2 separate regions of the Podarcis muralis genome follow, and region 1 is linked to region 2. Evidence: chromatin contacts called from public Hi-C data. All regions are on one chromosome and are shown on one strand. Each heading gives the region's core, a stretch centred on a gene start, on an enhancer-like site or on the middle of the called end of the contact. The rest is flanking DNA. Distances are from core to core; before and after follow the strand shown. Region 1 holds the start of RPL7L1 (ribosomal protein L7 like 1). Region 2 holds the start of FABP2 (fatty acid binding protein 2).

The links. A called contact is a pair of places that touch in the nucleus more often than the background predicts.
Region 1: a Hi-C map of blood shows a contact between it and region 2, with 9 times the contacts expected there. The contact joins the promoter of RPL7L1 here to the promoter of FABP2 in region 2. A contact is called at or near these places in 2 of 3 Hi-C or Micro-C datasets (blood and tail).

What each region holds. Positions count from the first base shown.
Region 1 is chr9:28,669,000-28,672,158 of rPodMur119.hap1.1, forward strand. It overlaps RPL7L1 (ribosomal protein L7 like 1), which reads left to right and starts at 1,283. Exons shown (of 7, transcript XM_028743286.2): 1 at 1,283-1,402; 2 at 1,743-1,851; 3 at 2,924-3,087. The coding sequence starts at 1,389.
Region 2 is chr9:28,478,839-28,481,989 of rPodMur119.hap1.1, forward strand. FABP2 (fatty acid binding protein 2) reads right to left here and starts at 1,886. Exons shown (of 4, transcript XM_077933989.1): 1 at 1,749-1,886. The coding sequence starts at 1,815. LOC144328858 (a long non-coding RNA gene) reads left to right here. Exons shown (of 7, transcript XR_013394163.1): 2 at 1,437-1,553.

The sequences.
Region 1 (3,159 bases), core at 33-2,532, 190 kb after region 2:
CCCGCTGGAGCAGTACCTATTTATCTACTTGCACTTTGACATGGTTTCAAACTGCTAGGTTGGCAGGAGCAGGGACCAAGAATCGGGAGCTCACCCCGTTGCGGGGATTCGAACCGCCGACCTTCTGATCGGCTAGTCCTAGGCTCTGTGGTTTAACCCACAGCGCCACCCGCATCCCTCTCAAGATCCCATCACACACACACACACACAAAACGACCGTCAATCAATAAACATAGCTATCAACCTTCCCTTTTTTGTGTGGGAAATTCCCTTATTCCAGCACCGTTTCCCACTGCTATCCAGGAGACTGTCCCCAGGACAGGTGAGGCTCCTGATCCCTTATTTTCGAGGCTGCTGATGCCTTATTTTCAAATCTGAAAGTTGACAGCTATGTCAATAAAAATAAATTGGGCCTCAAGTGTGAGAATAATCACCACTCCTGTTTTCTCCAATGAAATGAGATATTCCACTTCCAAGTCCAATAACTTGATTTCCTAGAATGCTGCCCTGGCAGGAGCCACTCCACAATTTTCAAATCACAATTTGGGCGCCACAGCATTGAACTCTTCTCTCCGACTCACCTCTCTCCCTCCCTGGGATGTTGCCTGGTGTATGACCATGAGGAGGACAGCTCCCCATTTTAATAACCCCAGTTGCCCGCAACTGGGAGAGTTGAGAATGGACATCCGTGGAAAAGGCTCTCGTTTTACAAGCCCCCTTCTCCGCTGCCGCAAAGACAGCAGCAAAACTCAGGAATTTTCTTTATTCTTATAATTCAGCTCTTCTTTCGTGTAAACAGTAGTGGGGAGCTTTTTTCGGGTGGGGGGGGTATTTTTTAACATGCATAAACGGAACATATCCATACTAGACTACATTACAAGGCTGTTGTAACCCATGTGTCATTCACCGCCCCTCGCCCCACTCTCACAAGGCATCAGCATGAACATTTAAAAAGGGGTTTAAAACTGAAGATCGTTTTTTCAACACGAAATGTGACACGAAGGGGAGGGAGCTGCATTTTCCACTGGTTTTTTTCTTCTTCTGAGCGCTGCTGCTTTATGACAGCTACCCTAAAACCCTGGAATTCTCCGCGTATTTCCTTTTATGGGCAGCTCTCACTGCTCTCCCCAGGATGGAACCTATTTTTAAAAATGAACCCGGAAGTTCGCACAATGAGATGGGTTACTGAATTTTCTTAGCTCTATAACGGTAGGGTTACCGTATATCTCTTGAGGACGAGAACCATAGAGATAGACGCTAGAGCGGATTAAACCATGCCATTTAAGGGCAGCGCCTCGACGCGCCTGTGCGTGAGATGCGAAACGCTTCCTTCCGGAAGGGGTACGCATGCGTAGTGGATCGAAACGGGACACAGGTGGCGAGGAAACATGGCGGAGCCTGAGTGAGTTTTCGAGGGGGAAGAAGTAGACCGGGGGAGAATCCGTGTCCATCCTCGGGGAGGGCTTGGGCTTCTGCTTTGTTTGTTGGATGGAGGCATAGTCAGAGGCCTGCAAGAACAATAGATACGGGTCACAGTGTTTTGTACTGGATCGGTGGAGGGAGATCGTACGATATGGAAAACGACTGCTTCTAGGATTCTGTGTGTATGTTTACTAGAACGAATTAAGTCCTTGCATAGGACCCATTTGTGCAATGCATTGTGTATATGAATGTGTGAAAATCGCTTTCCATTAGATCTGTTTTTGTGTTCTGTCTGACCCGTTCAAACTCTTGTGTTTTAGACCACCAAAGAAGATTCCCCGGGTGCCAGAAAATCTACTGAAAAAAAGAAAGGCATATCAAGCAATCAAAGCCACCCAAGCAAAGCAGGCGCTGTTGGACAAAAGAAAGGTAGGGGAGGCATATTGTAGGTCAGGACATTGTACGCTCACCTGATCAGCTCAGGCAGGAATTCCCTTGATCAGGCCAGCTGTAATAAATGTTAGAGAAATGATGCATGTAATGTAAAATCAGGTTTCAGTTAAAATCCTTGGGAAAAGAGAAGTGGTAGAAATCAAGGGTGTATATCTTTTTGCTTTAGAAGGATGTAGTCTTGCTTGGATTTGTAGGAAACATTATCACCCTTTTCACCTCTCCAGTATTGTAAAAATAGGTACTCCCTCACAACGTATTCTTAGAATGGCTTTTTCTGTCCATCCTTTATCAAACCTTTTTCTTGAAGTTCCTCTGTATGACTGTAACCAAGACTTGCTTGAACCATTTGGTGACTGAATCAAACAAGGATGCTCTCTTTGATATAAAGTTCCAAATTCTATCACATCCCATCTACTTTTCCATGGTAACCCGCCTGCCCCAATTGTAGTTTAAGCTCCTTAAACTGAAATCCAGCCCTTTTTCTAAAAGGAAAAAGAAGTAACCACATAAGTATTTCAGTTCAGAGAGCAGAAATAAGGTTAGGTTAAATTAAGATAATCTGTTTCTGTACTGTTCCCAACAAACTTTGTGGTTAAACATTGCCCTGTAACTTATTGTATTGATACGTATTTAAAATGCTCAGTTTTTCAATAAATTATTTGACCTTTACATTATCAGTCACTCAGGTGTGCTTGCTCCCATATTCTTATGCTGTCATCCAGGAAGGGAGTAAGTGTTTTTTCCAGTTATAACAGTAGGCCACGTGTTAGCCAGGTATATTATGTGTTTTGCTACTGCTAATAAAACACATTATGGATAGATGTATTGGAAGTTCATATCCTGTTATTACTTTATTTCATTTATAACAGTTTCCCTGCATTTTAGGGCATAACCCCAGCAGTACAAAAGCTGGCATGTCATTGTACTGAACATTTTGTACTGGAAAAACATGCTGAGCATGTTGACCATTATGTACTAAATTGAGTAGCATGCAGATAGTGACTTAAAATAAAGGCATGTCTTCTAAAAATTAATTTCCTTATTGTAGCATCAGAAAGGAAAACAAATCAGATTCAAACGTCTTGAGACATTTTTGCGGGATTCTCATCGGAAACACAGAGATGATGTCCGTCTGAGGCGCATGGAACATAAGCCCCGGCTGCTGCTAATGCCTGAGGGACACAAACTGGCTTTCGCAGTACGGATTGCAGAGTAAGCATCTGTTTGTCATCTGTAACTTAGTTTTACAGCAATCTGCTGGTTTTCACTGCTTTGCTCATTCTA
Region 2 (3,151 bases), core at 636-3,135:
GTAAGTTTGCCTCCAAATGTGAACTGAATCGAATTTGTTTCCTATAAACCACCCATTTGGAATATCTCAATGACGCATTTGCAATATTAAGCCCTTATTTGGAAGCACCAAATATTGGCAGGAAGGTTTTTTCAGGAGTGGGTGAGAGTCAGCTGAAGAAAGTTGCATATACAGTGGTGCCCCGCAAGACGAATGCCTCGCAAGACGAAAAACTCGCTAGACGAAAGGGTTTTCCGTTTTTTGAGTCGTTCTGCAAGACGAATTTCCCTATGGGCTTGCTTCGCAAGACGAAACGTATTGCGAGTTCTTGCGAGTTTGTTTCCTTTTTCTTAAAGCCACTAAGCCGTTAATAGCTGCTAAGCCGCTAATAGCCGTGCTTCGCAAGACGAAAAAACCGCAAGACGAAGAGACTCGCGGAATGGATTAATTTCGTCTTGCGAGGCACCACTGTATGTGGCTGGCCTGTAGGAGGAGGGTGAATGTATGGCCTATAGGAGGAGGGTGAATGTATGGGCTGAAGAGGGCTGGGGTTGATGAGATTTAATCCTGTGAACCACCCTGAGACCTGTGGATATGGGGCGGTTTTTAAATTTAATTTTTTTATAAAATGGATTCCAACAGCAGCTTGAGGGCTGCAAATGCTTTGTAGTGGGCATATGGCATATTCCACTGAGTGCTCAAGGAGATGTTAAGTCTTAGAAAAGTATGAGAGCAGGAAATCATTGCCTTGAGTTTTGCAAGCACAATTAAGAGGAAAGGTAAATTTCTAAGATAAGAGCTAGTGTGTGTGTGTGAAACCAAGAGCTTGAAAACCTGAGTTGAAAAATCTCCTTAGCCGTGAAGCTCAGAGGGTGACTGGCTGCATACATACTACATATTTAAAGCACATAGGAAGCACATTCTTCCCCACCAGTGTATATATACACATATATATAGGCACTGTAGTTTGTTAAGGGATACAGTGGTACCTCGGGTTACATACGCTTCAAGTTACAGACTCCGCTAACCCAGAAATAGTGCTTCAGGTTAAGAACTTTGCTTCAGGATGAGAACAGAAATCATGCTCCGGTGGCGTGACGGCAGCAGGAGGCCCCATTAGCTAAAGTGGTGCTTCAGGTTAAGAACAGTTTCAGGTTAAGTATGGACCTCCGGAATGAATTAAGTACTTAACCCGAGGTACCACTGTACTGGGAATTGTGACTGTGAGGGGTAAAACTACATTGCCCAGAATTCTCTGAAGGAAAGAATGTTTCAAACGTGCTATCAGCCATCCCACCTCACAGGGATGCTTGTGAAGATAAAACAGTGGTGGCAAGGACATAAATTACGCACACCACGCTGAGTTGCTTCAAGAAAAGCGCAGGATAAAAATAAAGACCAGTGAATTCTTTATTGCAACGTGCCAGCAGTGCTAAATATATTTTTTCCCTCTGCAGGCGGGGGAAAAACCTAGCAAAACATTTCAACATCACTACATCTCCCGTGTTGGACGAATAGGAGGAGGAGGAGGAGAGGCAACCCTAATGGTTGTGCAAGATTCATTTACTGGCAAGGTATTTTTTTTTCAGGAAGCTCTCTCTAAAGGATAGAAGAGGATAGAAGAGCTGAGATTTAGTAGGTAGCAGACAGTGCAGCAGAACATCAGTGGCTAAGGAGACCATGAAAAGAAGGGCAGCATCTCCACCAAGCTTTCAAATAGCAGTGATAACAAACATTGTCATAGGAGGCAAAGGGGATCCAGATCTTACCCATCGCCTCCATGAACTTCTCATAGTTTTCACTCTTCTCCACCTTCCAGGTGCCATCAAATGCCATCCTTATCTGCTGTAAGAGGGGAGCTTAACACAGAGGTGATTTCTGCTCAACCTGGGGTATTCCTTAGTTCCCTGGGGGGGATATATGCCTTCACTTATCTCGAAAGCAATTCACACACTGGTGTGGCTGACTAAAGTGCAATTTAGTCACATGGCCCTATAAGATTTAGCTTCTAAAACTGATTATTTACCCTGTTGCAAAGGGTGCCTGTGAAAACCCAGCTGAAGTGAGTAAGTGTTCCCAAGTCCACAGTTCTTTGAGGTACAGCTATGAATAACATATTAAACTGCGACTGTTGATTTAGAGAGAGAGAGAAAACACAGAGAGAAAAGGAATCAGGGTGGGGGTTTAGTTTAATTGAAAGCCCTTATTTGAACTAGCAAACTTTTATCAATCCTCTTTGCGGTGTCTTACTGCTGAGAGAAATTAAATATTGACCCAAGAAGAGAGAGCACAAAGCTTCTTCATACTGCCTTGCTGTAACCAACCCCAGGTGGTGTTTGGAAGCTGTTCCACTTTGTATAATAAGGGCAGGAAAGACAAGTGCAGAGCATTCAATCTAGAGCCTGACCATTGTTGTTCGTTTTGCCTTAGGTGCTTTGCCAATTCAAATTCTGAGAATCTAAGTATAGGGCAGCTAATTGGTTTGAATTTGTCAGGTCAGCCAAGGCAAACAAGATCAGACTGTACTAAGTTACCTCTCCTGCTGAAGATGTCTGTGTCTGCATAGTGCCAAATAAAATAAAATAAAATAAAATAAAATAAAATAGCATTGACATGCCTGCTCAACACAGGACTGGTTTGAGAGCAACATCTTAGCATGTGTATTTTCTAAATCGGTGGTGAAGTATTTTAAACAGGGGTGAGAATCCTGTACTCTCAACTCTATATACAGCCCCACTAAACTCAGTGAAGCTTACACATGAGTAGCAAGTACAGTGGTGCCTCGGGTTACAGACGCTTCAGGTTACAGACTCCACTAACCCAGAAATAGTACCCCAGGTTAAGAACTTTGCTTCAGGATGAGAACAGAAATCATGCTCTGGCAGCGCAGCGGCAGCAGGAGGCCCCATTAGCTAACGTGGTACCTCAGGTTAAGAACAGTTTCAGGTTCAGAACGGACCTCCAGAATGAATTAAGTTCTTAACCCGAGGTACCACTGTATAGCACTCTAAGCCTAGTAAAAAGTCAACACTGACTTTCTGAGGAACAACGACTCTTACATCTCTGTGAACCTATCAGGAACTTGAAATGTGTGCTGCCAGCAATTCAAACATGCATGATAATAGCTCTTCAGCAACCTACCTTTGGCTTCAGTCAGTTCTAGACTACGTTT